Linked DNA regions of Anas platyrhynchos: region 1 is linked to region 2. Evidence: chromatin contacts called from public Hi-C data. All regions are on one chromosome and are shown on one strand. Each heading gives the region's core, a stretch centred on a gene start, on an enhancer-like site or on the middle of the called end of the contact. The rest is flanking DNA. Distances are from core to core; before and after follow the strand shown. Region 1 has its middle 8.7 kb from the start of SACS. Region 2 overlaps MIPEP (mitochondrial intermediate peptidase).

Region 1 (5,029 bases), core at 923-3,422, 170 kb before region 2:
CTCAAAACCAGCAGACCCAATAGCTTCCTTGCTGTTAGCCACCTAAGATGGTGTGCAAGGAAAACCTGAATCCACGGGGTGCCAGCTCTAGCAGCTACTCTGACAGCTTCTTTCTGTCAAGGGTACATCTCACTCCCGAGGCCCAGGCAGTGATTGCCCAATGGGTTTGTACCAGAATTGGTTCTAAGTTTCCTCTAGAAGCACAGCAGTACATTTCCAGCTTCTCTATAGGAACATGAAACTTTAATGCTGGTGCTTGCTCTGTTTGTTTAGACTACAGGCTGTCAGCAACACCAGCTACTGAGATAATGCCCACTCTTTTTTTATAAACTTCAGTGGTTGCAAGATAAGGGTGAGCAGAAGTTATGCAGTTAATCTGGTCGTTCGTATAAATACACAGATTGCCTTCATGTCTGTTCATTTTGCTACTTTCCCTCTTTTCTGGGTCTAACCAGAGTCTTCTGGAAGCCAAAAAGAATCTCTTCAAGGAGTGTCAATTCACCTAACCTTCAGCTTCTCTCTGCCCTGAGGAGCATCTGGCTTCCAACATCTGTTCAGGTTATTGCAGGATGGTATCAGCCCCTGGACATGCGTTTCCTGGGCATATTCCCTCTGGAAGTGAGGCTGCCACCAGCTCCCTCAATGCTCACTCAGAGAACTGGAAACTCTTCCATGCACAGCTCTGCTGGTGCCTGCAAGTGCTCACAAAACCCGAAGCTTGCCAAAATCAAGATGATTGCTGATAGGTGTCTGGAAGGCGAATTATTCAACATGCCTGAAGTCAGGTTGGAAATGACAATCAGCGATGCTGTTACATGAGACAAACAGGATAACATGTTGTCGTGGTTCCGCTCGAGTGGGCAGCCGAGCTCCACCACAGCCGCTCTCTCACTCCCCCTCCTCAAAGAGGAATGGGGAGAAAATATGTGAAAAGGGCTCAAGGATTGAGATAAGGACGAGAAAATCACGCAATAATTAGTGTAACGGGCAAACCAGACTCAGCATAAGAAGACAGATAGTAAGATTTATTGCTCATTACTAACAAGCTAGAGAAGTGAGAAACAAAGGAAAGAAACCAAAAGCACCTCACCCCCCATCCACCCTCTTCCACCTCCTCCCCCTGAGCGGCGCAGGGGAACGGGGGAATGGGGGTTATGGTCAGTCTACAGCACTTCTTCTCTGCCGCTCCTTCTCGGTCACTCTTGTCCCCTGTGCCGTGGGGTCCCACCCACGGGATGCAGTCTGATGAACTGATCCGGCGTGGGCTTCCCACAGGCAGCAGCTCTTCCAGAACTGCTCCAGATATGGGTCCGTACCACGGGGTCCATCCCTCAGGAGAAAACTGCTCCAACCTGGCTCCCCTACGGGCAGCAGCTCCTGCCAGGTCACCTGCTCCTGCGTGGTCTCCTCTCCACGGGCTACAGGTCCGGCCCAGAATCTGCTCCGGCAGGGGTCTTCCACAGGCGGCAGCCTCCATCGGTGCAGGGCCACCTGCTCCACCGTGGTCTCCTCCTGCTCCACCGTGGTCTCCTCCACGGGCTGCAGCGTGGAACCCTGCTCCACCGTGGTACTCCATGGGCTGCAGGGGGACATCCTGCTTCACCATGGTCCTCACCACAGGCCACAGGGGACTTCTGCTCCAGCGCCTGGAGCACCTCTCCCCCTCCTTCTACACTGACCTTGGCACCTGCAAGGCTGTTTCTCACTCCCTTGACTCTCCCGGCTGCTGTGTGGCGCAGCGTTTTTTCCCTGTCTTAAATATGCTCTCACAGAGGCGCAAAACAACATCGCTTATTGGCTCAGATCTGGAAAACAATGGGGCCCTTCCCAAACATGGGGCGGCTTCTAGATCTTTCTCACAGAAACCACCCCTATGGCCCCCTGCTACCAAAACCTTGCCATGTAAACCCACTACACATGTCCTCATTCGTGGTGATCAATAATGATTTCTCTTCGGCACTGCTCTAAGTGACTTCAGAGTAATTAATACTCTCACTGTCAGTTTTCTGGCCAGCACTAAGTTTGGATCCACTTTATCAGAGTGCTACTTCTTTCAGGCCTGCCAGCTCAGAAGCTCCACCAGAGCCAACTGAACATGCATTTTGGTGGACTTACGCATTACACTCACATGGGACACTGGAGCCGACACAGCTCAGTTTTCTCGTGCTCTGAACCAAAAGCTATTTAGCTGTGATTAGCACAAACCTGATCCCATGCTATTAAGCTCTGCTGAGAGGCAAAGTGTGTTAGCTTAGGCCGGATGCCACAGAAACACTTGGGGCAGGGATACAGCGAGCTCATGTTAGTCTGCATGGAATCATGTAGCCATACACATGGCCTGCATGCAAGGATCTATTTCTAATTAAATTTTGCAGATGATACCAGCCCAAGGGGGAACTAGTGACTAGTAATTCATACCTTTCTGAGGGACCTAGAAAGTCTGGATGACTGGTCCAGCCTTGTGGGATTCAAGAATGAATGCAAAGCCCTGCTCCTGGAATGAAAGAGCCCCTGGCACTGCATAGGCTTGGTCCACCTGGCTGGGTTCACCTTCTGCAAGAGGACTGCAGTGGGTTTCTTTGGAAACAGAATGGGAAATTCTCCTTAATCCCTGCTTACGAGTAGCTCTTGATAAAATCAAGAAAAACACTGCACCTTTGTTTTACATTCATGAGAACAGATCCAAAAAGAATGAGAGTCTGTTTATGTCCATTGGTGAACCTAAATGGGAGCCTGGGCTACCTGCTTCAGAGACCCACATGCTGTGGTAGACTAAGAGTTTTCCATAAAATATTCTAGAAGTTTTTCTGTTAAAACTCAATGAAAAGTACATGAAGGTACATTTTATATGATAACATTTTCATACTGATTTAGGGATAATTTGGGTCATGTCTATAGAGGTTTATTACAAGAAAAAAAAAATCACTGTTCATAATTTAAAATAATAATAATAATTTCACTAGAAGCAAGTGTTTTACATTCTTTTTTTTCAAACTCAGGGCTTAGGTATTTTGGGGGAAAAAATCCAGAATGCAATGAAGAAACTAAAAGATCCTAAATCATATATGCATAAAACTAAAAATATTTTTGACTCCTCAAAACTAGTGTTACAAAAAGAGATAACGAATTGCAGGATTACTGCCTGGTGAAGGCTAATGAGCAGGTCCTTCCAACTGCCATAGATATGGAAAATCTTTCCTGGACTGAGTGTTAAGGAAAATGATATGTGTAGAATGAATATAGGGACCGATTACTTCAAAAAGCATGAGTTTTTGTGCAATATGTTTTTAGAATACAGCCGGGGACCTGAGTTTCTTTCAGCGCTGTTATCATGTAACACTCATTGCACTGCTAAATTTCTCCGGGCTCATCTTTGCTCGTGTCCGTGTCCCACTGCCCCTCAGCTTCACCAGCAGGCAGAGCACTGCTGGTGGCAGCCAGGGCTGATAGTGCCAAGATTTATTTTCTTCTCAGAAAGAGCAGTCAGGCACTGGGACGGGTCACCCAGGGAGGTGGTGGAGTCACCGTCCCTGGGGGTGTTCAAGGAGAGGTTGGACGTGGTGCTTGGGGACATGGTTTAGTGGGTGACATTGGTGGTAGGACGATGGTTGGACCAGATCATCTTGGAGATCTTTTCCAACCCTAACCACTGTGTGATTCTGCGATTCCACCACTAGAGGTCCCCACAGCCCCACGAACCGTGCCGGGGGCGCTGTCACCGCAGAAGGCACGGCTCGGCTCGGCGTGGCACCAGCCACAGCAGCAGCCCGTGTGATCGCCAGCCAGCCACTTAGTCAAACCCGGGGGTCTAAAACTGAGCATTTAAATATGAGACTTGATTTATTTTTATTCTCCCCTCAATTAATTTATTCCCCCTGGGAATAAGAACACACTGACGGGAAACACGGAGCAGGGAGCAGACTCTGCTCGTCACTTGTCCATCACCATGTGCAGTTGGGTTTGGGGTTCCTTCAGATGACAAAGTGTTTAAAGCCACATTATCTGCAACTCCATGCCTGCCAGCCTTGTGATTGCAGTTGTACATCCCCGTGTTTCAAAGACCAAAGCTGTATTTGATGCTGTTGTTTTGATAGAAAATTAAAAATGACCTCACAAAACCAGAAATAGGAAAAAATGCCCCTGAACAAAAATTCAGAATCATTCATAAACACATTCTGTCTCTGGTCAGACCTCAAATAAACTCAATTACTCTCACTTCCCTCCAAAGCTTCTTTCGAAGTTAACATGGAAGTGCAAATTTCTTGGTGCCAGTGGGGGCCCTGAACAAACAGATGAGCACTTTTCTGGCAGTGCTTGCCATATGACTTTACTGGAGCATATTCTGAGATGCGTTTTGGTAGGCATCCAGATGACTGCAGGCCTGGGTGTGCTCCAGCTGAATTGCTAACATGGCTAATGATTCGTGGTAGCGAAAGTGACAGATATCTGTGCGATATTCATCGGCATGAAAGGGCGATGCAAGTGGCAGCATATGGGCAACCCTCTTAGTTTTGGTCAATGCTGCATCCCCATGGCTGTCACAGGTCTTTTCTTTTGTTGTTTATTTAATTTTCTGAAGACTTTGAGTGCTGCTTGCTGTACATTAATCACCACTGTGGAGGGGAATGGCGAGGAACAGGTTGGCCCAGTCGTACAGTTAGAAAGAACCAGGGGCTAAGTTTGGCAAGGCTGTACTGCAGCCTGAGTCCAACAAAGCCTCTACTTAATTTTCAGTTCAAAAGCAATTCACTGACAGCACTATGGCTGTTCTCACGTTTGAAATGAAGCACCTGTGAAAATGCCACACAGGATCAGACTTCTCCCTTCGATACCCTCCCTCTATTCACATCACACCATTCCTGTTAGTGTCTGAAAATCTGGCTCCTTAGCTTCCTTTACCCATAGTGATGCCACATAACGCAAGAAGCAGGTGGTTTCAGGCCCAGTCTTGCCACAAGCTCCACCTGGGCAGATGTCAATAGGACATCTATTTTCCTGCTTAAGTCTCCTATAATCCTGGTGAAGTCTC
Region 2 (5,299 bases), core at 2,078-4,577:
GCCAATGGAAAATTGCAAAAAAAATTCTTTGAAAAAACATTTTTAATGTGGAATGCCAAAAAAATTGTTTCTGGTTCTGTTCCTATTTATTTCTCCATTTCTGCCTGCCCTGCTACACCAATGCACAAACAAAGATCAAAGATGAAGACTGAAAAATCCTCACATAGCACTAGTGTCCTATGACACAAGTCTGACACTTAAATGAATTTGGGACAATCCTGACAGCAGTCACTGGCAACTATCCTGCCTCAAGTTATCTTACAGTCATAGTTTGGTTCTGTTTGGGGTCTTTGTTTGTGGTTGTTGTTTTTTTTTTGCTTGTCACTGCAATGTCACAGGAGTTCACAGAATCATAGAAAATCCTGAGCTGGAATGGACCCACGAGGATTGTCAAGTCCAACTCCTGGCTCCACACAGGACCACCCAAAATCCAACCATGAGTCTGAGAGCACTGTCCAAATGCTTCTTGAACTCTTGAAGGCTCAGTGCCATGACCACTTCCTTGGGGAGCCTGTCCCAGTGCCCGAGCACCCTCTGGGTGCAGAACCTTTCCCTAACCCCCAGCCTGACCCTCCCCTGTCCTAGCTCCATGCCGTTCCCTCGGGTCCTGTCGCTGTCCCCAGAGAGCAGAGCTCAGCGCCTGCCCCTCCCCTCGTGAGGGAGCTGCAGGCCGCCATGAGGCCTCCCCTCAGCCTGCTCTGCTCAGGGCTGAGCAAACCAAGGGACCTCAGCTGCTCCTCACACATCTTCCCCTCTGGACCCTTCACCATCTTTGTAGCCCTCCTTTGAACACTTTCTAATAGTTTTGTGTCCTTCTTGAATGTGTCCAGAGGAGGGCGACCAATCTGGTAGAAGGGCTGGCAGCAACGTCCTGTGAGGAGACGCTGAGGACACTTGGGGTTTTGTAGTCTGGAGGAAAGGAGGCTGAGAGGCGACCTCCCTGCAGCAACCTGAGCAAGGGAAGCACAGAAGGAGGTCTCTGCTCCTTGGTCACCAATGGCCAGGCTCACAGGAATGGCACAAAGCTGTGCCAGGGGAGGCTCAGACTGGACATTAGGAAACATTTCTTTAACGTGAGGGTGGTCAGACACAGGGACAGGCTTCCTAGATAGGGGGTTAATGCCCTGTGCCTGTCAGTGTTCAAGAGACATTTGTGCAATACCCTCAGCAATACACTAACTTTTGGGTAGCCCTGAACCAGTCAGGCAGTTGGACTTGATGATCCCTGTAGGTTTCTTCCAACTGAGCTGTTCTATTATATCCTAATTAATAACACCATGTAAAATTAGTACAAGGAAGCTATCTTCCAGGGAGTGGATAGGACACCTTCAAAATCTTACCCTAATGCCAGTTTACACCCACCAACAAGTAACCATTCTGGACATGAAAATACAGATTTTAATTCACAGTTTCTGAATTCAGTCCTACCTTATATGCGAATTCTCTTGTCAAATCAAGTAAGACCAACTATCACTGAAGAAAGTCTAACCCCAAACTTGCATTAATTCCAGGAAAACTTTCTCTTTGGGCTTATTTCAAGAATAGAAATTAGCCAAAACCTCAGCTATCTGAAGCTGATGTCCTATAACCAAAAAATCATGTTCCTGGAATTAAGAGATGATCTTGCCTTTCAGTAGCAAAAGCAGGCATATGACTGACTCCTTTCTGAGCCCCCACCTCCAAGGTTCAATGCTTCTCACCGCAGAATGGAAGGTATAGCACTAGATAATATTAGAGGACATTGAAGAAAAGGGAAGAAATTCATTTAAAAGCCTTGAATCCTTCCCAGAAAAAGAAAATTCAATAAGCAGAACAGGAAACCCTGCGATCTCTCCTAGAGCTGTAAAACTGAAGTCTGGCTGGACGGTGTGGGTGGAAAAGTACTTGGAAGAGCTTGCAGACAAACTACATGCTCCCTTATTGAAGATTCTTGCTTGATTCCAGGCCCTCCAACAGTAGCAACCATTAGCAACTTCATCATTTCCAGATGACAGGAAAAAAAGCATCTGTTTGCTAGCAAATGATTCCCTAACCTCAGTTATTCACAGCTTCATCACCTTAGAGAAACTGCAAGAACACAACAGTTCTCAGGCACAGTATTTCAGTGTTTAAATCCATGCTAATCTAAAACACCATAGCACAACTTCTTGGCAGCAATGGTGACTGAGACTGTGACAGCAAGCCAAACTTCTCTTCCCTCAGCCCTTTGAATTAATTTTCTAATGCTGTTCAAGGATTTTAGGTTGTATCTTCAAAACACTCTGCGACCCTGGCCAGATTATCTAAAAGACCACATAAAACTCCAAGATGCAGACTTTTATCAATACGCTCTTTTAACACTTTAAAATACTCTGTAACAAAGACAGAGCTTGTCTGTGTAGGATGCCGAGCCTTTTTGAGGGCTGATCCAAGACTATAAAATGAATTTCTCCTGAAGCTAAAGGGGAAACTCAAAGTTCACCATCTTCTATCCCAGGTGTGATGCATTTCTTTGATCACTTTTTTTCAAATGTGAAATGTATTTGAAAATGCACACAAAAGCCTCCCAACAAATCCCTACCAAAACAAGGCACTGCACTTCATGTATTTCTCTACAGTTAGAATAAAAGGACAAAAACTTTAGTTAACTTTATATAGCGACTAACCCTATATAAAAAGGAACAGAGTTTCAGAAGTACTTCATCTTAGCCTGCCCCAAAACTGCTCATCATTCAAAGCAAAGCAATCTTCACAATCTGCACATCAGTAGCCCTAATGTGCACATAATTATCTTTTTATACTAAACGTTAAAGCAGCAGCCATTCTGAGAATCACTTTATGCAAGATTTTCAAGCTGTTATCAACTGCGGACTTGAATAGCTGTCTAGCTTTGTTCCTTCTATTTAAAGCAGCTTAAAATTCAAACATACCACCAAGAAGCAGCTGCTTTAACATCAACGCTTTCTGGTCACTCTTTGGCAAGCTGCCTCTGCATGTCTTCAGCCAAGTTACGACTTTTATCTCCAACAGGAAATGCATTCAAGTATTTTTGAGAAAAGAAATCAGAAAGGAAGTCATTACGACCCAAACTGAACTACACTAACAGGCATTCTGCTACCAGTAAAGTTTCTGCTAAGGGTTACTGCTACTAGCAGGAAAGGTTAATGCTCTGGAGACAGCTAAAATCTGCATTGGAAACCAACGAACAATTGGAGCTCCATTTGGCGACAGAAACTATAGAGAAGTGCCAAAAGACAGGTTTTCTTCTGTGCTGTAATTTGCAGCTTGTTTGCTGCACCAGCTAAGCAGACAGGCAGAATTCAATGGGTAGGGTGATGCACATGGCATACTAACACCACCAGCACAGCATTTCACCTTTGTCTCCAAAGCTGACAAATACATGGAAACACAGTTACAGTACTTCCTAAGGAAAAGAAAGGGTACAAGTCAGCGAAACAAGCAAGGGCAAGAACAAAACATCCTGTTTGGGTGTCCCGTCCCTTAAAACATGAGTTCTGGGCCACTTTAAGGTGATTCAGAGTGCTTAAAATAGGGACCCAGGATGCCTGTGTCCCCACAGAAAGGCAGATACAAATATAAGGACACTCATACTCAGGTATGTCTGAGCTCTTGCTCCTCTCTGGAGATTAGGCTTCTGACTGGTCTGCATACCTGAATCCCAAGATGATGGACAGCACAGCCTTTCCTTTGGGAAGAAGCCTTTGAAAATGGTGATGTAAGAACAGCAGTCTGATGCCTCAGAACAGCACTTTGCAGAGAAATACATACTCAGGTCAAAAATTTCCAGTTATGGTAGATTTCTTCTAGGGTATCTGAGGTCAAAAACACAGGTATGGATTGGTTTTTGATACCTGCAGTACTACAGTTGGTTTTCTGAACCACCGTGGAACTTGAACATTTAAATTTTCTTGAGCTTTTTTATGTGAAACGTAAATGATCTGACTGCACTTCTGGAAGAGCAGGAAAAAGAAAGTAAAATGTCTATTACAGACATACTAACTAGAAAACACAGTTATTAATGTGAAAGTTCACTTCCAAAAATCAGGAAGGCATTTTTACATCACTAGATATTTAATAAAAAAAAAAAAAGCTTATAGTTTAGATGTGGGAAATACTATATTCCCTAAAAAAAAAAAAAAAAGGGTGCCAGCAGAGAAATCTTGCTCTGAATGAATCAAAAACATATGTGAACTCATCTTTACAGAGAAAAAGAGTATTTTCCTCTAAGCTAAACTATCTGTTAGATACTTCAGGATATATATATATATATAAAGAATTAGAAATAGTCCTTTTCATTGTAATATCAACCTTTACTTGGTTGATCCTGTAAAACTGCACAATGCAGGTTATGCTCAAATGTCCAAAACTGAAAGACTGAGACACAAAAAAAATGAACAAAAGAAGTTTGTTCTGCTTTCATTTTGTCTTAAACCATATGCCAGTAGCCTACTTCACTGTGAATGTCTGGTTTCAAACCCCAAAGCATTTTTATTTATAACAAACCCCAGAAAGAATGAAAATTTTCTTATGTACTTTATGTCAGAACGTAAGCTCAGAAACTTTACAAAGAGAAATCTCAGTACTCTGCTAAAGAAAGTAGCAGTATCAAAGAAAACAGTAGTTTCTTTGATGTAAATTCCTGCTTTATATTAAAGGATAAACTATGCTCAAAAATCCAGACACCTTACTTTTGCAGTATGCAGCCTGGCAATATTTTTAAAAGAAGTGAAGTAGCCAAACCAATTTAAAAAACAATTTTAAAAAGTTAACTGACACAATGAGGTTTGGTTATTCTTCAAGAACTGCAAGCTTCAAACAAAAAGGCTGTGTCCCTGTGAAGAACAAAGATGTAGTATGTCATTATAAATAATTATTTCTAAGCTTGTATGACTTCACTGAGTCTAAATAAAATACAGACTTCTAAAATCACTTTCATTTAAGCTGTATATTTGGAAAGAAACTAAGACTGTTTTGTGCAGTGCAACTTTCATCTGTTTTATTAACAATGCTTTTGACAAACTTGGACATTAAGGATAGTTAAGTAAGAATCACTATTCTACAGAGCATAAGGATTCAGACTCAACAATTGCAAATTAGCTGCTTGGCAAGAATTCTTATCAGTGGCTATTAAATGTGGTCCTGGATATTTCCTTTTTTTATTTTTTATTTTTATTTTTTTAGAAAATCGTCCTGTTGACATCCATGAAAACACAGAGCACTAAGTTAACTATCTCTAATAAAACAGATTTTCTCAAAACTTTCAAAGAAACTTGAAAAAAAAAAAACTTGTTAGTAGAAG

The links. Hi-C and Micro-C count contacts between places; a contact is called where the count stands out from the background.
Region 1: a Hi-C map of skeletal muscle shows a contact between it and region 2, with 2.6 times the contacts expected there. The contact joins two enhancer-like sites. A contact is called at or near these places in 4 of 8 Hi-C or Micro-C datasets (liver, skeletal muscle and subcutaneous adipose tissue).

What each region holds. Positions count from the first base shown.
Region 1 is chr1:187,126,659-187,131,687 of IASCAAS_PekinDuck_T2T, reverse strand. No RefSeq gene overlaps it. Among named protein-coding and RNA genes, the nearest start is that of SACS, 8.7 kb to the left of the region's middle. Within about 2 kb of position 2,172, at least 1 of the 8 cell types and tissues checked has an H3K27ac peak or open chromatin away from gene starts, as enhancers often do.
Region 2 is chr1:186,955,854-186,961,152 of IASCAAS_PekinDuck_T2T, reverse strand. The region is part of intron 10 of MIPEP (mitochondrial intermediate peptidase); the gene reads right to left. Among named protein-coding and RNA genes, the nearest start is that of MIPEP, 34 kb to the right of the region's middle. Within about 2 kb of position 3,327, at least 1 of the 8 cell types and tissues checked has an H3K27ac peak or open chromatin away from gene starts, as enhancers often do.